6 separate regions of the Sus scrofa genome follow, and regions 2, 3, 4, 5 and 6 are each linked to region 1. Evidence: chromatin contacts called from public Hi-C, HiChIP or PLAC-seq and promoter capture Hi-C data. All regions are on one chromosome and are shown on one strand. Each heading gives the region's core, a stretch centred on a gene start, on an enhancer-like site or on the middle of the called end of the contact. The rest is flanking DNA. Distances are from core to core; before and after follow the strand shown. Region 1 holds the start of PSMD4 (proteasome 26S subunit, non-ATPase 4). Region 2 holds the start of MINDY1 (ubiquitin carboxyl-terminal hydrolase MINDY-1). Region 3 holds the start of BNIPL (bcl-2/adenovirus E1B 19 kDa-interacting protein 2-like protein). Region 4 holds the start of PSMB4 (proteasome subunit beta 4). Region 5 holds the start of GABPB2 (GA-binding protein subunit beta-2). Region 6 overlaps GABPB2 (GA-binding protein subunit beta-2).

The links. Promoter capture Hi-C pulls out the DNA fragments that hold promoters and counts their contacts. Hi-C and Micro-C count contacts between places; a contact is called where the count stands out from the background. HiChIP or PLAC-seq counts read pairs in DNA pulled down with a chosen protein or histone mark.
Region 2: a contact with region 1 is called in a promoter capture Hi-C map of liver, with 2.5 times the contacts expected there. The contact joins the promoter of MINDY1 here to the promoter of PSMD4 in region 1. A contact is called at or near these places in 1 of 5 promoter capture datasets (liver), 4 of 47 Hi-C or Micro-C datasets (blood, heart right ventricle, liver and 1 more) and 2 of 2 datasets of contacts at active chromatin or transcription factors (alveolar macrophages and skeletal muscle).
Region 3: an H3K27ac HiChIP or PLAC-seq map of alveolar macrophages shows a contact between it and region 1. The contact joins the promoter of BNIPL here to the promoter of PSMD4 in region 1. A contact is called at or near these places in 4 of 47 Hi-C or Micro-C datasets (blood, epiblast stem cells, heart right ventricle and 1 more) and 1 of 2 datasets of contacts at active chromatin or transcription factors (alveolar macrophages).
Region 4: a promoter capture Hi-C map of liver shows a contact between it and region 1, with 3 times the contacts expected there. The contact joins the promoter of PSMB4 here to the promoter of PSMD4 in region 1. A contact is called at or near these places in 1 of 5 promoter capture datasets (liver), 1 of 47 Hi-C or Micro-C datasets (epiblast stem cells) and 1 of 2 datasets of contacts at active chromatin or transcription factors (alveolar macrophages).
Region 5: a Hi-C map of epiblast stem cells shows a contact between it and region 1, with 8 times the contacts expected there. The contact joins the promoter of GABPB2 here to the promoter of PSMD4 in region 1. A contact is called at or near these places in 3 of 47 Hi-C or Micro-C datasets (epiblast stem cells, heart right ventricle and skeletal muscle) and 2 of 2 datasets of contacts at active chromatin or transcription factors (alveolar macrophages and skeletal muscle).
Region 6: a contact with region 1 is called in an H3K27ac HiChIP or PLAC-seq map of alveolar macrophages. The contact joins the enhancer-like site here to the promoter of PSMD4 in region 1. A contact is called at or near these places in 1 of 5 promoter capture datasets (liver), 11 of 47 Hi-C or Micro-C datasets (alveolar macrophages, embryonic fibroblasts, heart right ventricle and 5 more) and 2 of 2 datasets of contacts at active chromatin or transcription factors (alveolar macrophages and skeletal muscle).

The regions. Positions count from the first base shown.
Region 1 is chr4:98,002,740-98,007,790 of Sscrofa11.1, forward strand. It overlaps PSMD4 (proteasome 26S subunit, non-ATPase 4), which reads right to left and starts at 1,905. Exons shown (of 10, transcript NM_001044535.1): 1 at 1,864-1,905. The coding sequence starts at 1,889.
Region 2 is chr4:98,215,903-98,220,953 of Sscrofa11.1, forward strand. It overlaps MINDY1 (ubiquitin carboxyl-terminal hydrolase MINDY-1), which reads left to right and starts at 2,714. Exons shown (of 10, transcript XM_001929665.7): 1 at 2,714-3,440. PRUNE1 (protein prune homolog) reads right to left here and starts at 2,960. Exons shown (of 9, transcript XM_013997183.2): 1 at 2,831-2,960; 2 at 1,047-1,117.
Region 3 is chr4:98,191,588-98,196,638 of Sscrofa11.1, forward strand. BNIPL (bcl-2/adenovirus E1B 19 kDa-interacting protein 2-like protein) reads right to left here and starts at 1,935. Exons shown (of 10, transcript XM_001928011.7): 1 at 1,413-1,935; 2 at 153-248. The coding sequence starts at 1,456. PRUNE1 (protein prune homolog) reads right to left here. Exons shown (of 9, transcript XM_013997183.2): 9 at 2,723-4,418. The coding sequence ends at 3,990.
Region 4 is chr4:97,835,975-97,841,025 of Sscrofa11.1, forward strand. It overlaps PSMB4 (proteasome subunit beta 4), which reads right to left and starts at 1,935. Exons shown (of 7, transcript NM_001244455.1): 1 at 1,754-1,935; 2 at 1,305-1,511; 3 at 894-1,040; 4 at 675-756; 5 at 174-290. The coding sequence starts at 1,893.
Region 5 is chr4:98,161,355-98,166,405 of Sscrofa11.1, forward strand. GABPB2 (GA-binding protein subunit beta-2) reads right to left here and starts at 2,601. Exons shown (of 9, transcript XM_005663482.3): 1 at 2,254-2,601. MLLT11 (myeloid/lymphoid or mixed-lineage leukemia; translocated to, 11) reads right to left here. Exons shown (of 2, transcript NM_001244607.1): 2 at 4,636-5,051.
Region 6 is chr4:98,141,487-98,146,537 of Sscrofa11.1, forward strand. It overlaps GABPB2 (GA-binding protein subunit beta-2), which reads right to left. Exons shown (of 9, transcript XM_005663482.3): 6 at 683-799. Among named protein-coding and RNA genes, the nearest start is that of GABPB2, 20 kb to the right of the region's middle. Within about 2 kb of position 2,870, at least 2 of the 83 cell types and tissues checked have an H3K27ac peak or open chromatin away from gene starts, as enhancers often do. A contact at or near this core is called in alveolar macrophages, where this site is marked.

The DNA of each region.
Region 1 (5,051 bases), core at 655-3,154:
AACCAACAATTAAAACAACGTCACACCAATCTATTTCCTACTCCCTAAACATACCTTGAGAATTTACACTGCAGCAGCTTTATGCTCTTCTCTCCACGTGTAATAGCTTCCCTTCCTCAACATCTAAGACCTTTCTTAAATTCTTTCTCAAGGATTCCTCAAGTGCAATGGAAACCAATATACGTACAGTGCTATACAATTTACAGAGCTCCATATTATACATTTTACCTACCTAAGCCATAAGAAAAATAGATGTTATTATTCTCATTTTTTTAAAAAAGTGAGAGATTTAATACATTCTCAAGAACATGTAGCTAGTCATGACCTAAAACAGAGGTTTTTGATTCCAAATCCTGTCCTCTTTCTACGTTTTTTTTTGTCCTTTTTTTTTTTTTTTTTTTTTTTTAGGGCTGCCCCCATGGCATATGGAGGTTCCCAGACTAGGGGCTGAACTGGAGCTGGAGCTGCCGGTCTACACCACAGCCACAGCAACACTAGATCCTTAACCCACTGAGCAAGGAGAGGGATCAAATCTGCATCCTCATGGATGCTAGTCAGATTTGTTTCCACTGAGCCATGATCGACAGCAGAGTCCCAGTTAAATTTGAATTTCAGGAGTTTCCTCTGTGGCTCAGCAGTTAATGAACCCGACTAGCATCCATGAGGACTTGGGTAGCATCCTGGCCACCCACAGTGGGTTAAGGATCTGTCACTGCCATGAGCTGTGGCGTAGGTCGAAGACGCAGCTTGGATACTGCAGTGCTGCAGCTCTGGCAGAGGCCAGGGTTACAGCTCCTACTGGACCCCTAGCCTGGGAACCTCCATATGCCGAGGGGAGGCCCTAAGAAGACAAAAGACAATAAAATAAAAAAATAAAAATAAATTTGAATTTCAGATAAACAATAACTTTTTAGTATAAGTATGTTCCACATAATATTTGAGATATACTTATATCCATTTTTAACATCAAAACATATTGCTTATTTGAAATTCAAATTTAAATGGGCAGCTTATATGCAATCTAGCAATGCTAACCTCCTGGCAGAGATACTCTTGGGTGTCTGTCCATCCAACTGGCTATTTGTTTGTGTTTGCGTACTAGTCTGTGTTTATTCTATGCTCACACTTAGAAGAAACTCCTGAAACCCTGCAAAAGTTTGTGTTCTCAGCTTCTAATCCGACTCCTAATAGCTACTCAGCCAAGTATGAGACTGATGAAGAGAGCTAGCTCACTGGATAAGAGCCCTTGTGTCAGATAATTCTGGGTTTAAATTTTAGCTCCACTACTTAATTAGCTGTGTGACTTTGTGTAAGTCATTTTAAAATTGACGAGACTCCGTATCCTCATCTGTAAAAGGGAGGGACTTTAAGTATAGTGAGGTTTAAGTGAAATAAAGTAAGTTAAACGCCTGACATTTAGAAAGCAACCTGTAAGCTGTACCTTTGAAGATGATACAGAGAAAGGCAATAGAGTTAGACACGAGTAAATGGGGACGGGGAAGGGATTTATCATCTCTTCCTAACATCCATCATTTAGAAGAGGAGGGCAGAAGACCATCAGGATGAGTCTGAGAGTCGAACTCTAGCTAAAGACGCTGGAATAGAGAAAGGCAGCAAGAATCGGCCGGTCAATGGCTGTACGCGGGCTGAGGATTAAAGGGGGACACCCGGGGCCTGTTCTCCGGGAACTAACTCCGGGGCCCGGGGATGACTCAGGGAGTCGATGCACCGCCTTCCTTCCCGGCCCGGGGCCTCAACTCGCCCATAAGGCCCCGTCCCCACCCCAGGCCTGCCCGGCCTCCGAGCTACACGCGCCCCCGACCCAGTCCCGCTGCCCCACAGGGGCCCGAAGTAGTTCCTCACCAAACCATAGTGCTTTCTAACACCATCTTGCCAGCTTTCTCCCTCCCCGACCGGTTCTCCTGGACCACCTAACAACAACTCCTCCAATTGGCCCAGCGTTCATCACCAATCATAGGTCTCTGATCGACCAACTGGTTCCGCCTCCATCCTCCGCGATGCGTTCTGGGAATTGTAGGCGCCGCCAAAATAAAAGGGATTGCAGTTTCCTTGTGGCTGAAGGGGTTAAGGATTCTTCCTCGTCACTGCAGCGGCTTGGGTGGCTGCTGTGGCGCTGGTTACATCCCTGGCCCTGGAAATCCACATGCAGCCGGCGTGGCAAAAAAGAAAAAAGACAAGTGCTATGGTTATGTCTGTTCCAGCATCATCTTTTAAAAATAATGGTGGGATGACTAGTGACTTTTCAGCTCCCCCTGTTCCCCATGGCACTTTGTTCGTCTAACTGCTAAACCCTTTTACCCCTGAATTGCATTTGTTTGTGTATCTAACGCTCCCTTTTCATTAAGAGCAGGAAAGTTGTCTTTTTTTTTTTTTTTTTTCCATTATAGCTGGTTTACATTGTTCTGTCAATTTTCCGATGTAGAGCAAGGTGACCCGTTATAGCACAATTTTGAAGCCAGGTGATGGGTACATGGGGAACTCATTATACTTTTCATTCTTCTTTTGCATACATTTTTTTTTTTTTTTTTGTCTTTTTTTGCTATTTCTTTGGGCCGCTCCCGCGGCATATGGAGGTTCCCAGGCTAGGGGTCGAATCGGAGCTGTGGCCACCGGCCTACGCCAGAGCCACAGCAACGCGGGATCCGAGCCGCGTCTGCGACCTACACAACAGCTCACAGCAACGCCGGATCCTTAACCCACTGAGCAAGGGCAGGGACCGAACCCGCAACCTCATGGTTCCTAGTCGGATTCGTTAACCACTGCGCCACGGCGGGAACTCCAGGAAAGTTGTCTTAATCACTTCTATCCCTGAGCCCACTACATAGCCTAACACATGGTAGGAATGCAGAAAAGTTTTTACAAATCAATAATTTTAACTAATCTCCCAAAGAATGGGAGATAACTTAGTCAACCATATTGGATTTTAATCAAAAATTCCATTTAAGGAGTTCCCGCTCTGGCGCAATGGGTTACGAATCCCATGCAGAGTTGCAGGTGGCTATGGAGGTGAGGAATCCATCCCCATCCCCTGGCTGCAGTGGGTTAAAAGATGCTGCATTACCCCCTGTAGCTTAGGTTGCAACTGCAGCGCAATTCAAATCCCTGGTGCAGGAAGTTCGGTATGCCTTGAGTGGCATCACTTAAAAAAAAAAATTTTTTTTTTTTTTTAAATGCTAGGAGTTCTTTTGTGTCCCAGTGGGTTAAGGATGAATCCGTTATTGGAGTTCCTTTTGTGGACCAGCGGAAACGAATCTGACTAGGAACCATGAGGTTGTGGGTTCGATTCCTGGCCTCCCTCAGTGGGTTAAGGATCCCGCCTTGACATTAGCTGTGGTGTACTCAGACCTGATGTTACTGTGGCGTATGCCGGCAGCTGTAACCCTAACCTGGGAACCTCCATATGCCGCGAGCGAGGCCCTAAAAAGAAAAAAAGAATGCAGCGTTATCAGTGCAGCGGCTTGTGTTGCTGCTGTTGTGAGGGTTAGATCCCTGGCCCGGGAACTTCCACATGCCTCCAACGGGGCCAAAAATAATAACCATTATTATAGTAATAAATAAAAATAAAAATGCTTGGAATTCTTGTCGTGGCTCAGTGGTTAACGAATCCGACTAGGAACCATGAGGTTGCCAGTTCGATCACTGGCCTTGCTCAGTGAGTTGAGGAGCCGGCATTGCCATGAGCTGCAGTGTCGGTCGCAGACTTGGCTCAGATCCCACGTTGCTGTGGCTGTGGTGTAGGCCGGTGGCTGTAGCTCCGATTCAACCCCTAGCCTGGGAACCTCCATATGCCCTGGGAGCGGCCCAAGAAATGGCAAAAAGACCAAAAATAAATAAATAAATAAATAAATAAAAGAAAATGCTTTGGCTTACATTCCTGCACATACACCAACGTAAAGGAATTCCAGGTCTCTAACTTGGAGGGGGGCAAGGATGGGGACAGAGATGTTAGATGGAGATGGTAAATTCGTCGTTACTACCTAGACGTTTTGTTTGTTTTTGTTTTGTTTCTGCTTTTTTTTTTTTTTTTTAGGGCCGCACCAGAAGCACATGGAGGTTCCTAGGCTAGGGGTCAAATCAGAGCTACAGCTGCTGGCCTACACCACAGCCACAGCAATGCTGGATCCTTAACCCACTGAGCAAGGCCAGGGATTGAACCCACCACTTCATTGGTTCCTAGTGAGATTTGTTTCTACTGCGCCACTATGGGGACTCCTGTTTTTGTTTCTTTTGTTCTTAGGGCCAAACCTATGGCATATGGAATCAAAGCCAGCCGCTCCTGGGCCTACACCACAGCCGCACAAGAAGGGATCCAAGCCACATCTGCGACCTACACCATAGCTTATGGCAATGCCGGATCCTTCACCCACTGAGGGAAGCCAGGAATCAAACTCGAGTCCTCATGGATACTTGTCGAGTTTGTAAACTGCTGAGCCACAATGGGAACTCCCAGATGTTGGTGAAGTGGTTTTTTTTGGGGGGGGTATTGTTTTTTGCTTTTTTGGGGGGTGGGTGGCAGCCACAGCTTCAACATTTGGAAGTTCCCAGGCTAGGGGTCGAATCCAGAGCTACAGCTGCCAGCCTACACCACAGCCACGCAACGCCAGATCCGAGCCACGTCTTCGACCTACACCACAGCTCATGGCCACACTGGATCCTTAACCCACCGAACAGAGCCAAGGATCAAACCTGAATCCTCATGGATATTAATCAAATTCCTTACTGCTGAGCCACAATAGAAATTCCCAAACAAAGTATTTTAAAAACAAGACAAGAATTGCATTTTTTTTGGGGGGGGGTCCATCTCCACAGCATGTGGAAGTTCCCAGGCCAAGGATCTAGCCCTAACTGCAGCAGCTCAGGCCACCACAGCAGCTGAGTGCTGCAGTGACAATGCTGGATCCTTAACCCACTGTACCACATGGGAACTCCAAGAAATACATTTAAAAAAAAAACCGCACATATACAATGTAAATAGAGAAAACTAAGTGACAAAAGGCAAAAGTTAAGGGAGAGGAAAAATATACCAGGCA
Region 2 (5,051 bases), core at 1,464-3,963, 210 kb after region 1:
GGGACAGCAGCCTAATGCTGCACAACCAGGCAGCAAGGTTGGGAGATTCCAACTGGCTCAGAGAGCACCAAAAATAAGCCACAAAGCATTCAGGAGTCATGTTTATAGTTTTGATTCCAAACACACTTTGTGCTTATCCCATCCCAGCTAAGGATGAAAACCGGAGGCTAAGGAATGCAGGTTGTGAGTCAACAGACATACCTGATGTATTGTGTGTGTTTATCTTAAAAACAGATTTAAAGTAAAACACCATGACCATCTTTAATTTAGAATGACTTAGGCCCACCAGACAAAAACCGCCGTTTAGAGACGACTAAGCCGTGGTCACAGGTTCCCTCGTACCCCCCGCGGGAGGGTTACCTGGAGGCCAGTGGGCCAAGGAGGCTTCCTAAGCGGAAAACTGAAAGAGGGGCGAGGTGAAAGGAACAAATAATACATTTCGCGGCGGGCGCAGCCCTGGTCCTTTTGCCGGACCTGATCCAGCGACACTGAGCAGCGGCTCAGCGGCAGGACCCAGACCCACGCTTCCTCCTCCCCACTCTCCGGTAGACCCCAAAGGCAGGAGCCCCAAAAGGAGGTGACCAAGCAGCATTCCCACTCTCAAGCGGTAGGTTCTTGTCCCTCACTCCAAAGGGCCCAAGCCTGATCAGATCCCAAGCTCCCACCACACGATTCCGCGTTCCCTCCACACAGACCCTCGGGACTTCCCAGATCCCACATCTTCGTCCTTCCTGGACCCCAGGCTCCATTCCCTACGATCACAGACAGGGGTCCGTTACCTGCAGAGCGGCTCGACAACCCTGCAGGTAGTCTTCCATGGTGAAGCCCAAGGTGTGCCGCCGCCCCTCTCCGCGGAGAGGTTAACCAGTAAATGCGCCCCGCCCCGGACTCAGGGGCTTGAGGCGAGAGTCAGGAGGCGGGACTCGAACCCGCCATAAAGCCATTCGGCCGGGACCCCAGGAGGAAGTGCGTAAGCGGGCGCCCACGGAATCCGACGTCGCCCCGCCCCCAGAGACAGAAGCCGAGTTCTGCGCCCAGAGACTCACGGGAAGCGCGAAGCGGGTGGTGGTGGTGCAAGGCGTCCTGGGAAATGTAGTCCCAAAACTCCAAAACGGCCCTAAGAATTGAGGGAAGGAGAATTTTCTGAGATCGCTTATTTGACACACAAGTGTAAATGCGTCACATAAACTTTGTGGCATCTGAATTTTCCCTCTTGAGTCAGATTAAGTATAGCATCTTTCTATCTATATATTACACTGACCATCTGGTTGACATTTTAAATCACACTGGGCAAAAACGGCTTTTCAACTTTCTCGAATTCTCTACTTTAACAAACGGTCCCATTGCAATCACAATTTTGTGATTATCCATGTTATAAAAATATTGGAATATGAAAACATCGTAATAATCTTTGGCCTCTCTTCTTAATTCCTACAGCCTCTTGCCAACTCCAGTTGCTGCCATTACAACTCTATAGCCTCTTTTTTTCTATAGCGTCAGCAAATTCTCTTTCTTTTTCCGGACTGTTGTAACTTGGGTTTCTGCTCACCTGCCTCCCTAATTGTTCCAAATGCCCCTGCAGCCTTCAGAGTTGTTTGAAGTTTCATCCTGGAGCAGCCATGTAAGTAGAGCTTGGGGGAACCTTTCAGAATGTAGAGTTGGGTTCCAACCACATTTAACTACCACCTTCCAGCCCCAGGGTAGTGCAGAATACTGCAGAAAATGTGCTTTTTTTTTTTTTTTTTTGTCTTTTTGCCTTTTCTAGGGCCGCTTCCTGTGGCATATGGAAGTTCCCAGGCTAGGGGTCTAATCGGAGCTGTAGTCGCCGGCCTACGCCAGAGCCACAGCAACATGGGATCTGAGCCTTGTCTGTGACCTACACCACAGCTTAACCCACTGATCAAGGCCAGGGATCGAACCCGCAACCTCATGATTCCTAGTCGGATTCGTTAACCACTGTGCCACAATGGGAACTCCGTGATAAATGTACTCTTTTCATCAAATGTTCCCTCATTTATTAATGAATCCCTTTGTTTCCTACCACCAACCTCACACCAGTTTTTCCTGCTCCCCAAGCTCGGAATTGAGAGGAGGTGATAGATGAGAAGCTGAGGCCTGTGGTGGGAACAAGGACCGGAGCAGAGGGATATTGAAGCTCCTGCTTGCTCAGCTAGTTTTCTCCCTGCTTCACTCTTCCCAGAGCCTGGGGCTTCTTACACACCCTCTCTGCACTACCAGGGGCATAGCCCAACTGGTTTCTAGACTAAAAAAGTGAGCAAATACGTGTATGTGTTACTGGGTCACCTTGCTGTGCAGCAGAAAATTGACAGAACACTGTAAATCAGCTATAATGGAAAAAATAAAAATCATTATTAACTATAAAAAAAAAAAGTGAGGGAGTTTCTGTTGCGGTGCGGCGGAAACGAATCCGACTAGGGACCATGAGGTTGCGGGTTCGATCCCTGGCCTTGCTCCGTGGGTTAAGGATCCTGGCATTGCCGTAGGCTGTGGTGTAGGTGGCAGATGCAGCTCAGATCCTTTGTTGCTGATCTGATTAGATCCCAGCCTGGGAACTTCCATGTGCCGCAGGTGCGGCCCTAAAAAACAAAAAACAAACAAAAAAGAGATATAGTAAGGATTTTGAAAGGATAAGGATTTTTCACTTTAAATGAGTAATTATGCTAATATCACGCTGTCTGGCCTGCCTCTGTGGATCCAGAGCAAAGGACTTTTGTACCTAGAGAGAAAGCCCAGATCCAACAAGCTGCTGCTGTCCGGCCCTGCTCCTCCTCCCCACTCAGCAAGGGCCCTTGCTTTTCCCTCTTCTCACCAGAGAGGCACAAGCGCTCCGTCCCTTCCAGCGGCAGGCGGAGGGAGGAGAAAGGGTCTGTTGTTTTTCTCTCCTGTTTCTCTCTCTCTCACTGCTGATCACCAAGCTGCTGACCAGGTCAGAAAGCCCTAATGGAAATCCTCCAGTGCTGGCCTGGCTCCTCCTCCTCCCAGAAGCTTGTCCTTGACTGATTTTTCTTTGTCCCGACGGGAAAGAGAGAGAGAGAGAGAGAGAAAGAAGAAAAAAGAAAACCCACAAACTTCCTTTGAAAACCAGCTCGCTAGACTGGGCCTGGAGCGCACGCCCTAGACTCGGCGACTCAGAAATCCTGGAGACGCTCTGAGCGACCTGGGAGTACCTGGGCTGCACTCCTGCCGGTCTCCACCCTCTTCCAGTGCCCCCGGCCGGCCGTGGGCGTGAGTCCGGAAGTGGCCACCATCCGGCCAAGACTGCTGCGCACAAACCCGTGTAAACCTGTGCGAGCTCTGGCTTTGACAGCTGGAAGGCAGCTGGGAGTGTGGTGGCGCCCCTCACTGCACCCACCTGCCCCATCGTATTGCCAGAGCTGCACCCTCCTTCTGTGTCCTGGAACAGCACCCACTTCTTTAAGGTAAAAACTTTGAACCATTTCCTTCACCTCTTCTCCTAATCCCCAGTCCTCTGTTTCCTCTTTAGCCCTGGGGAGGTGACACTGACTGTTCTTCCACGTTGGGTCTCTACACGTTTAGATTTTGAGAGGCGTTCAGGCAGAAGGAATATGTAAAAGACGCTGCTTGGGTCCCTGTATTTCTTCCTTTTAATGACACCTTCCCCCTCTCCCTTGCTAGCACGTAGACAAGGCACCGTCGTTGACTTAACTCTGAGGAGAACTTCTAAACCATTAGTTCTGTGACGATTTGCATCAGAGCGAGAAAGAGATTAGAGGGGGACAGTAAAGCACTTGAGGGGAGAGTAAAGTTCCTAGGGAGTGCGGGTGGGGGGCGTCTTGTGGAAGCTGGGTACCAGTTGTATATGCTTCTTCCAACTTTTGGCTACTTACTGCCGCTGGCTAGGGGTGGGTCTGGGCTGCTTTACCTCTCACTCACCACCAGAGGATAATTCCAGCTGGAGAAAATGTGTTGGATTTAAGAGGAAAAAGAAAGAGAAATCCTGATTTGTTTGAGTACCTGTGCTCCCTCATTCTCTCCTGCTCTGAAGGAGCACCAGGCAGGTACCTTGAAGAGGAGAAATTCTCCATCACGCTTCCTGCCTCTATTCTGAAGACTTAGCCCATCCAACTTTGCCCAGTTTCTCTGAGACCCAGCTTCCTCCGGTGTCCAGCTCCTGGGTTCTTTTGGTTTACCTGTCTGGCCAGCTAGCTGCCCAGCCCCCACTTAATTATTGATCTTTTCTTTTCTTCCCTGTTTTTCTCTAAGCTTTAAAAAAAGTGTTCCCAGGCTCTTGTTTCTGCTTCCCAGGCTCATCCTAAGTGTCATTTGGGAAAGGAGGAAAAAGAAGACAGAGAGAGAAAAAAAAAAGTGTCAGGCCTGCAGGCAATTTTTGCTATACTCTGATTCTTCTAAATTAACAACATGTAAATGAGATGCAGATAGCATAAATTATATTTGAATCAGGAGGATGATCAATTTGGGTGACTAGGCTTATTTTGGTGACTTTTATATTCTTCAGCTTCACTTCCCAGGCTTTACCCTAGCCCTAAATTCCTGCCAGATTGCAAGGGATTGCAAGAGGAAGCATAGTCTCAGGTTAGGAGGAAGCAAGAGAAAAGATTTCTAGCAAGTTTAATTTCTCCCTTTTTCTCACCCAATCAAGGGGGAAAGGGGAGCAAGGAAGTTGCAGGGAGATATTTTCCAGGGGGCAGGGCTTTGTGGCCTTTTATCATTTACTATCCATGGTGTTAATGAAATGTCTATGCTTAGTGCTGGTAAAGAGCAGGTTAAACAGGTCCAAGGGCTGACATCTAAAATGACCCAGATGGAGTTCCCGTCGTGGCGCAGTGGTTAACGAATCCGACTAGGAACCATGAGGTTGCGGGTTCGGTCCCTGCCCTTGCTCAGTGGGTTACCGATCCGGCGGCATTGCCGTGAGCTGTGGTGTAGGTTGCAGACGCGACTCAGATCCTGCGTTGCTGTGGCTCTGGCGTAGGCCGGTGGCTACAGCTCCAATTGGACCCCTAGCCTGGGAACCTCCATATGCCGCGGGAGCGGCCCAAGAAATAGCG
Region 3 (5,051 bases), core at 685-3,184, 190 kb after region 1:
ATTAAGCCATCAATGTATCAATTCTCTCTCCACTATGATTGTATCACCTCTTCCTTTTCCCCACCTTCTGTCAAGTGCCAATTTACCATCCCCGACCTCCGCCCATGACCAGCCCTCCCTTTTCCCAGCCTCTCTCCCTCATACTTCCTCACCTAGGGAATTCTTCATCCTGCCATTCTTCCTGCAGCTCCAGCCCCCCAAGTCTCAAGGATGCTTCTGGCACCGCTGTTTCTGCATTTTCCCTGACCCTGAGATGCCCCGGAAAAAAAAAAAAAAAAAGATTATCATGAGACAAATTAGGCAGTGTTTTGAGGGAACTGGATAGTAGGTGAGAACACAGGAATGCAGAACAGTAATGAAGGTACAGAGCAGAGGGCACGCCTTCAAAAGAATTCAGACTCTTGTCTCCTAGATGTTTCTATCACTTTCACCACTTGTTGAAAGAAATCACGCCTAGGAGTTCCCATGGTGGCACAATAGGAATGGCAGCATCTCTGCAGCGCCAGAATGTGGATTTGATCCTTGGCCTTGCTCAGCAGGTTAAAGGATCCGGCATTGCTGCAGAAGTGGAGTAGGTCATAACTGCGGCTCGGATTTGATCCTATATCTGCCTGGCGGCAAAGAAAGAAAAAAAAAACAAGCAAGCAAGCAATCACCCCTGCTGTTGGGTTTAGAAGCAGAGGAGGGATGGAAGGTAAAGCTAATTATTTTTACCTGTGTGGCAGTTGCTCCACCCACACAGTAGGGGCGAGAGGTATTTCACATTACAATTGGCTGGAACCAGAAAGACCTGCCCAGCTGTCACTCGGCAAAGTTAGGGAAGATGGCACCTAGTCAGGCCTGCCTTTCCTTCAGCACACTGGGGAGTGGTTAGGGGACACCATGGCACAGATGGAGGGAGGGGAAGAAGGGAAGGAGCAAGAGAGATCAGCTGGCTAGGAGAACCTACACTTCTAATTTTGTTCCAGGTCAGCTTTCCCAATGGCCATTCGGGAGAGTGGGTATAAGAAAGAGTAAATTTATCACACGCAAAATATAGAAACTTTCTTTAAAAAGGGGGGGGGCAGTTCTCGTATAGCTCAGTGGGTTAAGTATCTGGCCTTGTCACTGGCAGTAGCTCAGGTTGCTGCCATGGCATAGGTATAATCCTTGACCCAGGAACTTCCACATGATGCCAAAAACAAAACAAAATAATATCCTGGATTCCAATTATCCTGGAAGCCCCTGTTCCCTAATTCCCATAACAAATGGATCTTTCCTACCTAAAGCCACCCCCACCCCTTCTCTGCAAATTCTTTTACAGTTTTGCCTCCTCTAAGAACTTGAGATTTGACTTGGTAAGAGCTGGATGGTGGGAAAGTCCCTCAAAATTAGTCACTCCTCGTTTTCAGTCAAGTTAGCCAAGAACTTACCCAAGATCCAATGTCTTTTCTCCTGCCTCTTGTAGAGTTCCCATCTTCACAAGACTTCCTGTCTTCTTTAAACGCTTGGCGTGGTTGAGGAGCTGGATGTCCCAGCTCCCCCAAACTTCTGTACCCTTCTCTGTCTCAGCTATTGTTGCTCTTGCCTCCGAGGAGGGAGGGGTTGAAGGGAGGTAACCTCACTTTCAAACAGGTTTTGCCACCTCCCTTCCCAAGGAGCAGGTTTGCCCCAAAGAAAAACCATGCCTATGTGGGGGCGGGTTTTGGGGAGGAGAGTACATTTTCTAAAGTGGCTAGTCTTGGGTGAGTCTAGGGAGGCAGTTTTCCACACCCTTTAAAACCATCTGGAAGCTGCTTAAAAAAAAGAGGGAACAGTAGAAATCATCTCGGTTTTTAAGACCACTCTGGGGGGAGTTCCCGTCATGGCGCAGTGGTTAACGAATCCGACTAGGAACCATGAGTTTGCGGGTTCAGTCCCTGCCCTTGCTCAGTGGGTTAACGATCCGGCGTTGCTGTGAGCTGTGGTGTAGGCTGCAGACGTGGCTCGGATCCCCTGTTGCTGTGGCTCTGGCGTAGGCCGGTGGCTATAGCTCCGATTCAACCCCTGGCCTGGGAACCTCCATATGCCGCAGGAGCGGCCCAAGAAATAGCAACAACAACAACAACAACAAAAAAAAAGACAAAAGACAAAAATAAATGAACAAACAAACAAACAAAAAAGACCACTCTGGGCCTACTTTTTGAGCATAAGCAAAACCAAGGACACAGAAGTGCATTATAAGGAGGGTTCTGGAAGAAGAAGCAAATTAAAGGAAAGGCTGGGAGTTCCCTTGTGGCACAGCAGGTTAAGGATCCAGTGTTATCACTGTTACAGCTTAGGTCACTGCTGTGGCACTGGTTCAGTCGCTGGCCCTGGAACTTCCACATGATTTGGGTGTGGCCAAAGGAAAAAAAAAAAAAAAAAAAAAAGGTAAAGGCTGAGGATGAGGGGAGATGTTATTTCCAAAAAGACACAATCGAAGGTGAATAGTAAGTACAGCAGAAAAATGGGAAATGAATCCTGAGGAGGTTAAAACAATTATCAGAGGTGAAGGCCTGATTATAGTTGTAAAAAGAGACAAGACCCCCAAACAGGAAAAAAGTATTTAATACTTTAACAAAATGCAAAATAAAGTACCCAAGTTACAAAACATAAATTCCTTTGGTTCAGTAATCACACCACTATTTTACTTTCCAACAGCTACAAATATCATCTCCTCAAAGGAAGTTATACTGTTCCCCTCATATGAAGACATCATGCCCAAACCATCACGTACCCCACTAATCAGCGAAACTGGTAACAACTTACAGGGAAAAGAGCTGTCGGGTAGGAAAAGGGGGAACAGGGTGGTCTGAAGAAAAAAGGGAGACTACACATGCAGAACAAGTCAGTGGGAGAGAGCTCTTTGCTGGGTCACTATACCTGTACATGCTACATAAGGCTGAGTACTTGGTACGATCACATATAAAGAGACAATCCAGTGACCCTGAGCATTCCCAGGGAAAACCGAAGTAAACAACAAACCAAAAAAACCTCCAGAGAAGCAGAGCTGAGAAAGGATGGTGGCAAGAGGCAGATCACAGAAACCAGCGAGCATCTAGTCCTGATCCCCAGTTTTGCAGATGGGGACGTGAGACCTAGAGGAGTGAGTGTCCTGACAAGAGACACAGTTTATAGTACTTGGTATGAAACCCCATGTTTCCTTTTACGATGAACGAGAGGTTAGACGGATACATCGTTGACAGAGCTGGGCTCCCACTGGAGTTCTCCTGTCCTCTGGGAAGTCCTGTCAGACCTTAAAGCCCTCCCAGATGTCTCCTGAGCTCCAAGAAGCAGGGATCTCCTGTGTCTCTTCGGGATGCCTGTGGCTCTAGGTCAGAGGAGCTCAGAGAAACTGAGAGCTGGGCCACCTCATCAGGACAGAAGATAATGGCCTTTAACCTGCTCCCAGACAATTCCAAAAGAGTCACAATAAGCTCAGAACAGCAATTTGGCCGTCTGGGAAACAGACACCATCCCCTAATTGGGGGGAGAAGGAGGAGTCATGGAGGTGGAAACCAGCTGAAGGCTGAAAACTGGAATAAGCTTAAAGTAGGTATTGTATTCAATAAATATTTGAACTAACAAGAGAAAAAATGGATATACGGAGACAATGAATGTTTGGTTCTATGAGAAATACTGGTTCCATTAAAGAGCCTGACTGAGGGCACTTTTGGAGTATACATTCTTTTGTGCAACTCTGCTGGAAATATGTATGTTATTTCATTATGACCCTAGCAAATGAAATAGAAGAGAGTCAGTGCAGATTTAAAGAGTTAATTTAGTAATAAAATCTGTTTGATTGGTAGAGATTGTGGGGAAAAGGTAGAAAGCCAGCTCAGCTTTCCTTCACTTCTTTCTCCTCCTAGGTTTAAAAGAACAGTATACCAGATCCTAGAACAATGAAGACAGAACTGCTGAAACATCTCAGAACATGCATTCGGGGTGATTCAAGCAACGTCTCTCACTTTCCCCTCCCCTCCCAACAGTCATTTCTTGGAAAGGGAGGCAGTGGTAGATTCTGACAGCGAGATCTGACTACATTTCTCAAAGATGACCTCGGCTGAGAACTTGGGCAGCCCCTGATCCAGAGGGCACTCGTCCACCAGGCTGTTCATGGGCGTTGGGGGCAGTGGAGGCTCCTCCTCATCTTGACTCAGTCCAGAAATCAGGGAGTTACCTGCCCTGTCCAACTCCTTGTCCACCTGCTCCCTAGACACACCCGCTGTTTCAGGCTGTCCTGAAGGGCTCTTCATGGAGTCAAAATATGCTGACAGGGCTTCCTGGAGCAGAGGTAGAAGTTTCTTTCGAGAGACCTGGGTGTTGCCTTGAAGATAGGCTTGGAGGTTAGGGTGGGTGCTTGGAACAGGGACCAGCTTCAGGGATGGAGAATGGGAGCTTTCCAGGACTCCACAGATCTAAAGACAAGACAGGGAGATGGTATATAAGAGGGTGAAGCAAAGAGCTGAGGCGTCTAAGTAACAGGCTTCTCTAATGAGGAGAAAAAGCGTTTTTTTTTTTTTTTTTTTTTTGTCTTTTTGTCGTTGTTGTTGTTGCTATTTCTTGGGCCGCTCCCGAGGCATATGGAGGTTCCCAGGCTAGGGGTCCAATCGGAGCTGTAGCCACCGGCCTACGCCAGAGCCACAGCAACGCTGGATCTGAGCCGCGTCTGCAACCTACACCACAGCTCATGGCAACGCCAGATCGTTAACCCACTGAGCAAGGGCAGGGACCGAACCCGCAACCTCATGGTTCCTAGTCGGATTCGTTAACCACTGCGCCACGATGGGAACTCCGAAAAAGCGTTTTTTAAATTAGGTCATCCAGAGTGGTTTTGTCGCTTACAATAAAAGGCACATCAGTTAATATACATAGTATTTTAGAAACAGAAGAAATGTTCGAGATCATATATTTCATTTTATTAATAAGTAACCAAAGCCCAAAGGAATTAAGTGTTCTGAACAAAATAATGTAGATGATGGTAGAGTCTGAAACAGAACCTGGACTCTTGACTCCTAACCTAGTGTTGTTTCCAAGGGTAATCCTGTGCT
Region 4 (5,051 bases), core at 685-3,184, 170 kb before region 1:
GCTCTCATGAAAGAAGTCCCTGGTCAAAGGTCAAGTTGAGGGTCTTTCCCTAAAATGAAAAAGCGAAGACACAGAAATGGGACACCCTCTTCTTTGAAGCATAGAGACTCAGGGACGGGAAGTATCCAAGAACCTGCCAATTAGATCCCCACCACCTTATGCACACTTCTCACCCTGTTATAAGAACGGGCATCTCGATAGTACAGCACTCGCATGCAGCGTTCCACTAGCTCTCGGGCCTCGGCCTGGCTCAGCACTGGCTGCTTCTCCAGAACTTCTCGCAACAGAGGCTAGAGAGATCAGAGGGAGAAAAAAAAAAAAAAGAAAACATGGGAGATATGAGGGGCTGAATGCCAGGCAATTTGACGCAAATCCTTAATGTAAAAGGAATCATAAATGAGTGAAAAGGTGACATTCATTATTGCCTCACCAGCATGAACTGTTTGTGCTAAGACCCACTTGAAAGGGAAATTCTAGAGTGTCCTCTCTTTGCACATGTATATTGACTCCTGGACCTATCACCTTGACATGGTCTCTGGACCACAAAGAAAACCATCTGCCCAGCAGTAGGGATCCTAGCCTGTTCCTCATGTCAGAATTGCAAGGGTAGACAACCACTAATCCCTATTGCCTTCTGTCTTCTTCTATCCCTCATCCCTCAACCAACTACTTACCTGAGCCAGGTATGCACCATAACCAGTGGCCAGCGAAGGGGCTTCATAGGCTACACCAAGCATGTCCACGTAACCCAGGAAGCTAACAGGACACAATAGGTCAAAGAACTCATTTCACCTTAGGTTTCTATATGTTAGCTGAAGGATGGGACCAAGGGGTCTGAGTCAGAAGTGGGATTCACTCAGGGAGAAGAGATAGTTATTTGTATTCAAATCAACCTCTCTCCATCAGCATAGCCTCCGATGACCATGGTGTTCCACAGGGGGTTCATCTTGGAGCGGCGGCTGTACATGGCCCTGGTCAGCCACGAATGGATAGCTTTAGGACTATAGCTGTGTCCATCTCCCAGCAGCTCCTCATCAATCCTTAAAAAGAATTGGTTGTGAGAAAAGGGAGAGAACAGAAATCGGGTTTTCCATCCACCCCCAAAAGATGTGACCACAATCTTCCCCTCTTAAACCCACTAAAATAAACTATTTGCAAACATCCTCGAATCTTTCACCCCCCAACAAGTCTCCCCATCCTCTACTGCAGCTTCAAGTTCCTCCACACTAGAACATCTTGATGGGATAAAAACAGTGGATTCCCCTCCCCACCTGGGAACTACTCCTATTCTCTAGATGACTTACACCATTTGGCCGAGAACTTGCTTCAAATATTGGAAATCAGCGTAGTCTCCTGAAGCACCCAGCATGGTGCTGTTGTTGACTCGCATAATGCGAGAGATGTTGCGGAAACGAGCCAAGGAACCATAGGAGCCCAGCATGTCTGCTGCAATCACCACTCCGCCCTCAAACTTGACTCCCAGAACCGAGGTCCCGGTCACCATGGGGTTCCTGGAGATAAAGAAGGGTCTGGCGAGAGGTGGAGGAGAATAGCCTAGGCCCGCTTCCCGCTCTGTGGGTTCCGCTTCTGACTTTCCATGGCTCCTTTCATTCTCCAGGCCCTACTCCTCGAGCTGTCCCGCTGTTAGCGCGCCCGGGGGTCCCCGCCTCGCCTGCCCTGGCTCCCCGAACCAGCCGGCCGCACCAGGCCCCACGGTCTCTCCCCCGCCCAGGCTAAGACGCCAAGAGCTTACTGGGTGCGCGTAATCGGACTCCCATAGAGCACGGATGCCGGGTCCACGATGGATCCAGGAGTGGGAGGAATGCGGTAGAACTGTCCAGGAGCCGGACCCCCGGCCCAGTGTCCCGACCGCGACTCCAAAATCGATTCCATCTTAGTCACCGTAGCTCAAGAAATGAAAGCGTTTGCGCCGACGGAAGCGGAAGTGATCCTTCAGTGCCACACCTTCTTTCTTCCTGAAAGCCACTTCCCGCAGCCATGTTGTTAGGGTCGGGACAGACCGTATGAGCATCCTGGGTGGCGACCGAAACCCAGAGATTTGGAATTGCCAGGCGTCGCATACGTAGCGGTAGAGTCTAGACTAGAACAATGTTCTGATGCTCAAATTCAAGGAGGGAGAGGGTGGTGTGGCAGATGGGGAGGGGGCGGGCTCGTCAAGACTCTGACCTGAGCGAGGAGGCAGGAAGTCTCCTTTCCTTTTTGGATCCTTATCAAAAAGCCCACACTTTAGGAGTTTCCGTCGTGGCTCAGTGGTTAGCGAACCCTACTAGCATCCATGAGGGTTCGATTCCTGGCCCCGCTAAGTGGGTTAAGGATCCGACCTTGCCGTGAGCTGCGGTGTGGGTCGCAGAGGAGGCTTGGATCCCGCGTTGCTGTGGGTCTGGGGTAGGACGGCTGCTACAGCTCCGATTGGACCCCTAGCCTAGGAACCTCCATATGCCCCAGCTGCGGCCCTAAAAAGACAAAAAAAAATAAAAAGAAAAGAAAAGCCTCACACGAAACTAACAGTGAACCCAGGATCTCTTAAGTTCTGTATTTCTCAAAGCAGCCTCATGTGGCATATTCGACCCATTTTATAGGTAAGAAACAGAGACTTGAATAGTGATTTACCTGATCACACAGCAAATAATGGTAGATCTGAGTCTAGGAATCTTACAGTTGTGCGTACCTTGCGGTGTATAATATCTCAGGTGGGTCACTCACTGTGCAGAACCTTCGACAAATCTCTGAAAGTTACCTAGTTGTGAAATGCTCTTACCTACCTCTTAAACAGCAGAAAAATTCCATTGCCTGTGGGAATGTAACTAAATTCCAGGCGTTCCCTTCTCAATGTGGTTCTGTAGCAGGGGCTGGAAGCAGTGTCTAGAATCAAACAGGTGAACCTAAACCTGATAGTTTGCCACTCCTCCCTACACAATTAGATTTTAAATTATTGACTCAGCGGGAAACCAAATCAGTTTTGTTTTTTAAATTCCCTGAGTTAATCTGAACCAAAGCAACGCATGAAATTTTAGCCTAATTGAAATAAAATATTTTATTAGGTCATGAAACCCTGGAAGGGAAGGGTCAAGGTCTTGTGTGAGAGACAACCAGCTGTTGCTCTTTGTATCATCTTTTGGCTGAAAACTAGGTAGTTGATTTCTTCTTCTAATAGCTCATTAATAATCATATTTGTTTATTCGTCTTCTTTATTATTATTTATTTACTACCAATTCTAATTAATAGCCACCTCCTCCCAAACTCCATATTCCAGGTGAATCTTACTTACTCAGAGACTTACTTGGACAATTAGCAGCTATCTGTTGTTATGACAGAAAGCTTAATGGGATTCCTCCAAAACCACTAGAATACCTTGCTTTCATAGCTACCTGAGCACTCATCATATGAACTTTAAAACAATTAGCCAGCAATTAACTGTCTATATTCTTGTTAAGATGTGGCCTGAGGTGGCTTGCTGGTTTCTGGGCTCCCTCCTTTTCAGTCCCTGGATTAATTAACGCTGTGGTAGGGCTAGTGCCAGGTCCAGAGATTAGGCAGGTAGTCAAATTCCACAGAGTCTAAAAGAAGCAAGTCTAGAATTTTCCAGCCTGAGAGTAGGATGACAGGGAAAGCAAACTACTAAGAATTGATGATGTAATACTCAGAAGAAGGTGACCAGCATGTCTTTTGTTCTAAGATGAAAACAACAGGATATAAATTAAACTGAAACAAGGGAGATTTCGGAAATTTCTTTCTTCTCTTTCACTTTTTTTCTTTTTAATCTGTATACTCACTTAGTTAAGTCATTTACTTTCCAATTGGATTTCTTCTTTCCTATAGCTTTTTGCTTCTTTTATATTTAGAGAAGATCTTTCAGTGTTTATTTTAGGATAGGTTTAGTATTGCTGTATTCGGGTTTTTTTTTTTTTTTTTTTTTTTCTTTCTTAGGGCTGCACCCACAGCATAGGTTAGGGGTTGAATTGGAGGTAGTGCTGCTGGCCTACACCACAGCCACAGCGACGCAGGATCTGAGCCATGTCTGCGACCTACACCACAGCTCATGGCAACACTGGATCCCTGACCCACTGAGCAAGACCAGGGATCGAACCCGCATCCTCATGGATATTAGTCAGATTTGTTTCCACTGAACCACAGCAGGAACTCCCTCTATTTTTTTTCCAAGAAGTCTCATGCTTTTTTATTATTTTCCAGAAATTACAAATTACTATAAAAGCTCCATATCATGTTCTCTTTCACCAGAGAGGTTTCTCCCTTTTTCCTATTAGGCACATGGGGTGAGGGATTGATCACCTCAACCCAATTAAAGATTAGGTTGTGTCAAGGTTGGTTTGCTGTTTCAGTCTGGTTCATCCATATTCTTTAGGCATGTTCCTCACAATCTTTTGACTGAAAGCTGGGCAGGTGTTCATCTCTGTAGCCCTGAGACACTGAAGCAGATTGAGCCAGCTCTCCAGGCTCCTGTTCCAGGCAATCGCAAAATCTGGCAAATAACTTTAGGGGGAGACCAGTGGAGCAGTTGAGGATCTTTTCCTTTCCCTGCCGCATCAGGTCTTCCTGTCCTAGTCTATAATGCCAGACTGTGCAAGAGTCTTTGTGTCTTTAAAAATTTTTTTTTTCTTTTTTATGGCCACACCTGCAGCATATGGTAGTTCCTGGGCTAGGGGTCAAATCAGAGCTGCAGCTACAGGCCTATACCACAGCCACTGCAACCCGGCATCCGAGCTGCATCTGTGACCCATGCCATGCAGCTAGTGGCAACACCAGAACCCAGCCCGCTGCGTGAGGCCCGGGATGGAAACTGAATCCTCACAGAGACAACATCAGAGTGTTAACCCACCGAGCCACACAGGAATTCCCATTTTGTTTTTTAGAAGGGTTTAACCCAACTCTCCAGCCTCATGAACATTCCAAGAGGTCAGCAAATTTTCCATAGATAAAACTGACCATCATAAGAGTCCCCGTAAGTTTTAACTTTTCACTTCAGAACTGCATAACCACCAAAATCTTTGGTGATTTCTCTTCCCCAAGCA
Region 5 (5,051 bases), core at 1,351-3,850, 160 kb after region 1:
ATGTTTTAATAATTGATGGAGTGCTTGAGCTCTTGACCACAAAGTACTCTATTATCAGAAAGTACTTCCATTCTTTTTTTGTTTGTTTTGTCTTTTTGCCTTTTCTAGGGCTGCTCCTGCAGCATATGGAGATTCCCAGGCTAAGGGTCTAATCGGAGCCGTAGCCACCGGCCTACACCACAGCCACAGCAATGCCAGATCCAAGCTGTGTTTGCAGTCTACACCACAGCTCTCGGCAATGCCAGATCCTGATGGAGGCCAGGGATCGAACCCACATCCTCATGGATGCTAGTTGGGTTCGCTAACAACTGAGCCACGACGGGAACTCCCTCCATAGATGTTTTTAAAAAGAGATGAAAAGTCTACAAATAAATGCTGGAGAGGATGTGGAGAAAATCAGGCTCTCTTACACACTTAGTGAGAGTGTAAACTGGTGCAGCCACTACGAAAAAGAGTATGGAGATTTCTAAAAAAAACTAATAGAGTTGCTATATGATCCAGCAATCTCACTCCTGGGCATATACCCAGAAAAAACCATAATTCAGAAAGATAGAGAGTTCCTGCTGTGGTGCAGTGGGTTATGGATCCAGTGTTGCTGCAACTTTGGCATAGGTCACAGCTGCAGCTCAGATTCAATCCCTGGCCCAGGAACTTCCATAAGCTGCAGATGTGGCCAAAGAAAAAAAATTTTGAAAAGATGTTTGCACCAGCATGTTCACAGCAGCACTATTTCCAAAACCCAAGACATGGAAACAAACTAAATGTCCGTCAACAAATGAATGGATAACAATGTAGCGCACACACACACACAATGGAATATTACTCAGTCATCCAAAAGATGCCATTTGCAGAAATAATGCCATTTGCAGCAAAATGGATGGAGATCATCATACTTGGTGAATTAAGTCAGAAAGATAAAGACAAGTACCATATGCTACCAAGTATGTAGAATCTAAAATACGACACAAATCAACAGGAACTACAGAAGTTCCCTGGTGATGCAGTAGCTTAAGTATCTGGTGTTGCTGCAGCTTTGGCACAGGCCAGTGCAGGTTTGATCCCTAGCTGGGGAACTATTGCATGCCATGAGTGCTAGGGGGTGGGGGGAACCCAAAAAGCAAAAAACGTATTTATAAAACAAAAACAGACTCACAGACATAGAGAACAGAATTGCGGATTCCAAGGGGGCTAAGGGATGGGAGAGAGAAGGACTGAGAGTTTGGGATTAGCAGATGCAGACTAATATATACAGAATGGATAAATAGCAGGATCCTACCCTGTAGCACAGGGAACTGTAATCAATTTCCTCTGATAAACCATAACGGAAAATAACACGAAAAAGAATATATTTCTGGCACAGAGGGTTAAGGATCCCCCGTTGTCACTGCAGCAGCTTGGGTCATTGCTGTGGTGTGGCTTCGATCCCTGGCCAGGGAACTTCCGCATGACATTTTGATTTTAAAAATTAAAAACAAAAAGAGTTGAGAGAGAAAAGTCCTTCTGGTAAGAGGGAGAGGAATGGGATGATGTCTGCTCACTCAAGGAAATCTATGAGATTATCACAATATTATAAGCAACAAGACTTCAATAAACTAAAAAATAAGGAAAAAAAATCTGTGAGAATAGGAGAAAGCTAATGGCAAGGAGAAATGAAATCGAAGAACTCATGATTTGCCAACCTTTTTTCCTTTTTCTATTGCACACGTCCCCACTGGGCCGCCAGCTGTACAAACAACCCTGCAAGAACTGGAGGCGGGGCCCTTGCTGCTATTTCTCAGTTTACTGAGCTCACTAATAATCTTAAGGCTAACACTCGGGTCAGAGAATTAGAATCTCCGTTTTCTCATCTATCACAACTCCCCCAGCGCCTCAGCAATGTTCAGTCTTTCTGGAAGAGTCAACTTGTGGCAGGGAGCCAAGGTCTCAGCCTAGAGGGCCACCCCCGGATCGGGCTCCGCGCTGCCCCCTAGTGGTCACCTCTGTGGCCTTGCCTTCCCTCGGTCCGGCTCCCCAGCCCCAGGTCTTACACCCACCCCCTTCTTCACCTCCTCCTAGTCCCCTCCCCTTCCTCCCGGCAGCATCCCCTTCCTCTTCGTCCCCTTCCCCCAGCTAACCCCGTTCCAGTGAAGGGGCGCCGCTCTGTCTGCACCCAGAGGTCCGGGGCTGGGCTAGGAGGCGGTGCAACTTCTCAAGGCAGTCTTCCTTCCAGCCCTGACGCCCCCCAGAGCCCAGACATCTCTCCTCCCTCCTTACCTCCTCGTCCGGGACGCTGCCGGCTGTGCTTTCGCCGAGCCCGCCAGTTTGGTCCTGTTTCCTTCTCTAGTTAAAGCTCCCTGTCAATGATGGTTACTTTTTGGCCTTTTCATATATACATATTTTGGGGGCCTTTAACCCCCCCTCGTGGAGAAATGGAGGCTGCAAAATGGCGGACCCGGAAGTGAAGACGGCGAATATAATTTCTGGCGGAAGAATCTGTGAAGAGAATGTGGTTAGAAAATCCACATTTGCACTCGAACAGAAGGGTGATGCACCCCTGAGGCTCATTTTCTATTCTCCGAAAGTCTTTTGAGGTGAAGTAGTGCGTATCTATGTTATCTCAGACGGGACTATTTAGCGAGGCGGAGGATTGTCGATTACGCGTCTTACGTGTCATATAGTTCCGGTAGGGGACGGACCTGATGGTTTGTTTTGGCGCCAAGAATCCCGGCGAACCACTGAGAGAAACTGATCTCTGCCTTGGGTTTGCATTTAGCTAGAAGCAACCAGTTTAGGGGCCAGTTTAAGGTTGAAGAGGAAACTGTTTCTCTGTCTCAACCTCGGGCGAAGATGTTTGGGACGTTGCCTGGATTTGTGCGTGAATTGAGCTCTGGTGCCCGACGGACACATTTCTAATTACAGCCTAGAGGTAAAGAGCCTAGAGCCGAGCTGTCAACTCAATGAAACAGATATCGGAGTCTTGTTTGAGGGGGTTGGAGGTGCTGAAAGGGGATGGAACGGGAGTTTGCAAATCCAGTTAGCCACTTTGTTTACCAAACAGTTGATTCCTGTCTGCACCCACCTTTCGCCGTAAGCTGAAGGACAGCGACAAGTTGGGAAAGAAGACCTTCAAAAATAGGTAGACATAGAAAAGGACAGATCACTGCTCCATTTTGTATTCGATTTTGGCTTTTGTCGTTGATGATGGGCCTTTCAAACCCTATGGGGAAGATTTACATGGTTCCCCTCTTTTCTGGATTTCTCTAGATCCTCTTGTTTTTTTGGTTTTTTTTTTTTTTTTTTTTTTTTTTGCTATTTCTTGGGCCGCTCCCGCGGCATATGGAGGTTCCCAGGCTAGGGGTTGAATCGGAGCTGCAGCCACCGGCCTACGCCAGAGCCACAGCAACGCGGGACCCGAGCCGCGTCTGCAACCTACACCACAAGCTCACAGCAACGCCGGATCGTCTACCCACTGAGCAAGAGCAGGGACCGAACCCGCAACCTCATGGTACCTAGTCGGATCCGTTAACCACTGCGCCACGACGGGAACTCCCTCCTCTTGTTCTTTAAAGGACTTAGGGCATAATGTCCCAACTGGTATTTACGGCTTCCCTTTTTATTTGAAGGTCAAAATCTTATCTCATTCATGTTTACATCCTTAGGTTGTCTGGCTCAGTGCCTCATATAGTAGGTACCCATTAGCTATTTGTAAATCAGTACAAATTGTTTATTTTTTATCATTTTTTATTTTTTATTTTTTTTAATTTATTTTTTTCTATTTCTTGGGCCGCTCCTGCGGCATATGGAGGTTCCCAGGCTAGGGGTTGAATCGGAGCTGTAGCCACCGGCCTACGCCAGAGCCACAGCAACGCGGGATCCGAGCCGCGTCTGCAACCTACACCACAGCTCACGGCAACGCCGCCGGATCGTTAACCCACTGAGCAAGGGCAGGGACCGAACCCGCAACCTCATGGTTCCTGGTCGGATTCGTTAACCACTGCGCCACGACGGGAACTCCCCCAAATTGTTTATTTTTTAAATGAGGCAAGTTATAAATAAGCATATAACATATTTGGGTTAATTTGTTTCTTTTTGTAGGCACCTAGGCTGAGATGATGAACGGCAGACTTAATGCCACAGGTACCTCCTGAGGCATCTAGCATTATTACCTCAAATACTTCGTTATTGGGCAAGCACAAGAGTGGCTGGTTACAGCTTTCTCCCAAAACACTTTAAATAATTTTGAGTTGGAGTTGCCCTGTGGCTCAGCAGGGGACTAGTATTCATGAGGATGTGGGTTCAATCCCTGGCCTAGCTCAGTGGGCTAAAGATCCATTGTTCTGAGCTGCAGCGTTGTGGAGGATGTGGCTTGGATCCAGTGTTTCTGTGGCTGTGGTATAGGCCGGCAGCTCCAATTCGACCCCCAGCCTGAAAACTTCCTTATGCTGCTGGTGTGGTCTTAAGAAAAATAATAATAATTTTAAGTTGATTTCACCCTTTTTCTTGTCACCTATCTGTTCAACATAAAGTTCATCATTTTAATGTATAAAGGCTACTCAAATCCTTCTTCCTCAAAGTTAATATTAGATATTATGTATAAGCTGAACGTGGGCGCTCTGTACTGCTTCCCTTGTGGAGAGAGAACTAAGAGTCCAGTCCTGGGATTGAATGTCTTTATTAAAGAAGTGATTAAATGGCAACACAAATCACCAGAAGTAATTTTGGAAGGAGTGGGAACAAGGTGTAGGGTCAGAGTGTGATTGTTCATTTTATTGGTCTCAAGGTGGCTGAAGAACTATGCCTGAGGCCCATTGATCACTATTCTACACTGCAAATGCCAGAGAGCAAAACTAAAATACTAAGGACCAAACCCTGTGCCATTTAGAAACTGAATAAAACCCCACACAGTATCACAACAGTCAGCAAGATTGCATTTTAAGATATGAAATCCCAGTGATTTTCCTCAGCTAGAATTTTCAGCCCACAGCAGCAAAATTGTAAAGTGAGTAGGCTTGAAGAAGCATATATATTGTAACCCTTTTGAGAGCGGTAAGTATTTCTGAAGTGATTCATTG
Region 6 (5,051 bases), core at 1,620-4,119, 140 kb after region 1:
CTAGTTGTTAGGATTCAGTGCTTCCATCATTGTGGCTCAGGTTCAATCCCTAGTCTGGGAACTGAGATCCCACATAAAACCACTGCACGCAGTGGCCAAAAACAAAACAAAACAAAACACCCAAAACATAACATAGAGTATTTCGAAAACTCTGCTAATATGAGACTAAACATTTCAATCTGATGTAACTGCAGTCAGGGCAAACAAACTTGAAGCTACAAAAACACAAAGGAATATTTTAGTCATTCTCTGATATTATTCAGTTGGCTGATTATATCAGTTATTTTTCTTTCTGATGCTCAATGACTCTACATCCCTTTTTCCTTTCTCCTAGCTATCTCTAACCACATTTTTTTTTTTTTTTTTTAGGGCCACATCTGTGGCATATGGAAGTTCCCAGGCTAGAGGTCGATTTGGAGCTACAGCTGTCGGCTACACCACAGCCACAGCAGCATGGGATCTGGGACACGTCTGCGACCTACACCACAACTTGAGGCAATGCAGGGCCCCTAACCCTCTGAGCTGGGGCAGGGATAGGACTCGAGTCCTCATGGCTACTAGTTGAGCCATGATAGGAACTCCCTAACCATAACTCTTTAACATTTCAGGCAAATTAAATCTGCTGGAGATTTTAAAACAAAAGAAGAAATGGTGATTTACTCAGCAGATATCCCTTACCTACCTGTGGCTCTGTGTGAACTGGAGAGGGGGGCTGATGCCTCAGCAAGAGCTGCAAGGGTGGCCAGCACTGAGGTAGTAGAATTTGAGAAGTGTACTGCTGAGGAAGCATGGGGGTCACCTATTTCAGTAAAAAAGGCAAATGAGGTCTGGTGGAGAGAATAAATTGAGATGAACTAAAAATGGCTTATTAAACAAAACTCAGCTCTTCACTCTAATGTCCTTAGTCTTGCTCTCTAATACAAACTGTTTTGTCATGCAGAAGTGAGGCTGCTCCTCATATTGGCTATTCCTGTATTCTTTAGTTCTCCTCACCTCTTAGTAATTGGACTAATTACTAACAAGTCTTTATAAATTATATATGTATAGTAAAATTATGCCAATCAGCATGTGTAATTTTATCTCCTGACTGAAATGTGACTGATACACTTACTTTTTTTAGTACTCTTAATTTTTAAGTTTTCCCACTACCTATGCGTAAAGATTCTTTCACAGAGCAAAGAATCTTTTCCCTTTTTTTGGCTGTGCCTGGGCATGTGGAAGTTCCTGGGCCAGGGACTGAGCCTGTCCCACAGCAGTGACCCAAGCCACAGCAGTGACAATGCTCAGTTCTGAACCCACTGAGTCACCAGGGAACTGCAAGAATACTTTTCTGATATGATTAATCTACTTAATTTAACTGGTTTATAAATTTAAATTTCAAAAGATTTTTCCATTAAAAAGATGGATTACCTGTATGATACCCTTTATAGCTACAAACTGGGTTTTTTTTTCCCCCTTTTTAGGGCTGCACCCTTGGCACAGGAAGTTCCCAGGTTAGAGGTCGAATTGGAGCTGCATCTGCTGGCAGCCTATGCCACAGTCACAGCAATGCCAGATCCAATCCTCATCTGTGACTTACATGACAGCTCTCAGCAATGCCGGATCCTTAACCCACTGTGTGAGGCCAGAGATTGAACCCGTGTCCTCATGGACACTAGTTGGGTTCATTACAGCTGAGCCATGATTGGCACGCCCCTATTTTATTCTAATTCTCTCATAAAATACTCAGGGAACCATGGAACTCCCATTGTGGCACAGCAGAAATATACATATACACTCAGGGAACCAAACAGTCTGAGTGGAACATAGTGCTTGACCTCTAGAAAGGAGACTGTATGTATCTATTGACTACAAAAGAGCAATATTCAAAACTACAGCTTATACCCTCATTTTCCTATTTTCATGTTTTTCTTATCACTGAGACTATCCTACCAAATGCTGACATAGGAACACACAAATGAAATAAATAAGGAGAGTTCCCGTCGTCGCTCAGTGGTTAACAAATCCAACTAGGAACCATGAGGTTGTGGGTTCGATCCCTGGCCTTGCTCAGTGGGTTAAGGATCCGGCATTGCCGTGAGCTGTGGTGTAGGTTGCAGACTCGGCTCGGATCCCATGTTGCTGTGGCTCTGGTGTAGGCTGGCAGCTATAGCTCCAATTCGACCCCTAGCCTGGGAACCTCCATATGTCGCGGGAACGGCCCAAGAAATAGCAAAAAGACAAAAACAAAAAAAAAACAAAAACAAAAAAACAAAAAAAAACCTCCCAAAAAACAAGGAATAGCAATTTTTAGGGTTTTTAATTTTTTTTTATCTTTTTAGGGCAGCACCCATGACATATGGAGGTTCCCAGGCTAAGGGGTCCAATCAGAGCTGTAGCTGCTGGCCTACACCTACACCACAGCCACAGCAACGCCAGATCCGAGCCGTGTCTGTGATCAACACCACAGCTCACAGCAACACCAGATCCTTAACCCACTGAGCGAGGCCAGGGATTGAACCCCCAACCTCATGGTTCCTAGCCAGATTAATTGCTACTTTGCCAAGACAGGAACTCCAGGAACAAGCAATTTTTAGATATATCCTTCATGGAGGTTGGAATATATGTGACAATGTCAATGTCACTAGTAATAAATAAAACAACGCTGTTAATATTTTACCACAGTTAAACACCCCCCCACACACACACAATAAGGCTTTTTTTTTTTTTTTTTTGGCTTTTTAGGGCCGCACCTGAGGCATATGGAGGTTCTAAGGCTAGGGGTCCAATTGGAGCTACAACTGCTAGCCTACACCACAGCCACAGCAATTCAGGATCCGAGCCTCATCTGCAACATACACAACTCACGGCAACGTCAGATCCTTAACCCACTGAGCAAGGCCAGGGATCAAACCTGCAACCTCATGGTTCCTAGTCAGATTCATTTCTACTTCACCTTCGAGGGAACTCCACAATAAGGCTATTAATTAAAGTTCAAGTAAGACAAACATCAGGTAGGCCACCAAGCTAAAGAAGAATACCTGGGTAGAACTGCTTCATTAGAAAGGCATTATCTGCTTTTAAGCATGATTCCAACCGAAGTGTACTTTCCCTTTGAGTCAAACATAAATGACTCACCCAACTTCCCCTCAACAGTAAAATTAAGAAAGAACACTTGTGAAATATTAGATGTAGTATTCTGACACACGCAGTTCAAACTGAATAGAGACAATGCAAATTACCTCTTTAGACTTATCCCAGGGAGTTCTAGGAAAAGTATTTTATTGTTCAATGTTAATTGCTTGGGGAGTGGGGGGGTGCACTGAGGGTTTGGGATGGAAATGCTATAAAATTTGGTTGTGATGATCATTATACAACTATAAAATGTAACAAAATTCATTGAGGAATTAAAAAAATAATGTTAATTGCTTCATTCTCCTTAATATAAGACCCTGTATCTAACAAACTAAAATGTGCACGGTTGCTGTTGCTTTTGGAAGGGAAATGGCATTGTTAGTGACAACTTGTTACTTGTTCAAAATGGGGGTTATATAAATAAGATTTTTAGACTAGGATTTAGGGGAGTGTGCTATGATCAGCTATGCAACCTCAATAAGTTAGTGAAAACTAAATCCAGAAAAATAGAGTAACTTGCCCAAGGTCGTATAGCTAGTAAATATAAGAACCCAGATGAGAACCTATTTCATTGGATAGCAAAGCCTCTACTATTTATGAATCAACACAAAACAATTTATTTATTTACTATTATTATTATTTTTAGGGGCGCACTCACAGCATATGGAGGTTCCCAGCCTAGGGGTCAAACTGGAGCTACCACTATAGGCTTATGTCACAGCCACAGCAACACAGGATCTAAGCTGCGTCTTCGACCTATACCACAGCTCAGGGCGACGCCAGATCCTTAACCCACTGAGGCCAGGGATCAAATCCACAACCTCATGGTTCCTAGTCAGATTTGTTTCCACTGAGCCACGACGGGAACTCCAACACAAAACAATTTATATTTGACTTTAGCGTACATCTTAGGATTCTGCAGAAAGAGGAAATTTATCTTCATAACGTTGTTTTGCCCTGATTCATGTTTAAATTAGCGTGCCTTCCAAAATCATTGCAGTTTGATAGTGACACTGATGATGAGGAATATCTTTAGTCACAAATGGGAAACTGAAAGCAAACTTTGTAATCTGGATTTTGGTATCAAAAATATTCATCAAGGAGCTCCCATCATGGTGCAGCAGAAACAAATCTGACTAGGAACCATGAGGTTGCAGGTTCGATCCCTGGCCTTGCTCAGTGGGTTAAGGATCCGGCGTTGCCGTGAGCTGTGGTGTAGTTTGCAGGCGCGGCTCAGATCTGGCATTGCTGTGGCTGTGGCATAGGCCATCAGCTGTAGTTCCAATTCAACCCCTAGCCTGGGAACTTCTACATGGCATCAGTGTGGCCCTAAAAACATTAAAAAAATATATATAAAAAACTTAATCCAGTTGAACAACACAATCTGAATTTGTCTTATAACTTTTCTCTTTTCCTTTATCTACACTGATTAAGCATCTGGTAGGCCAATCCCCTAAACCGGAATAGCTAGGTAGAACTGCTGCATTGGTTAAATGACATTGGAGAGACCAGCTCTAATTATGTGAGGGCTCACCAATTTCAATTTGCAGCTGTCAACATGCAGAAGAGAGAAAAAAGAGTAGCTTTGCCAAAGGCAACATGACAAACAAGATGTAGGTCCATGGGAATCAAGGCTAAGAATCTCTATCTTGAATGTCTTCAACTTTACCATTATAGATATGAGTTTGGAGAATTTTAGCAGTTAGACTAAAGACTTAACTCTGGCTCTTTTTACATGTTTATGAATATATAACTTTACTGGCTTCTAAGAATTTTTGTACTACAAAGCACTTATTCTAATCATTGCGGTTTGAACTACAACAAATTCAAATGGTTGTGTATATTCTGATAACATGTATATATATGTTTAAGCTAAACTTTTTTTTTTTTTTGCTTTTTTTTAGGGTCGTACCCACAGCATATGGAGGTTCCCAGGC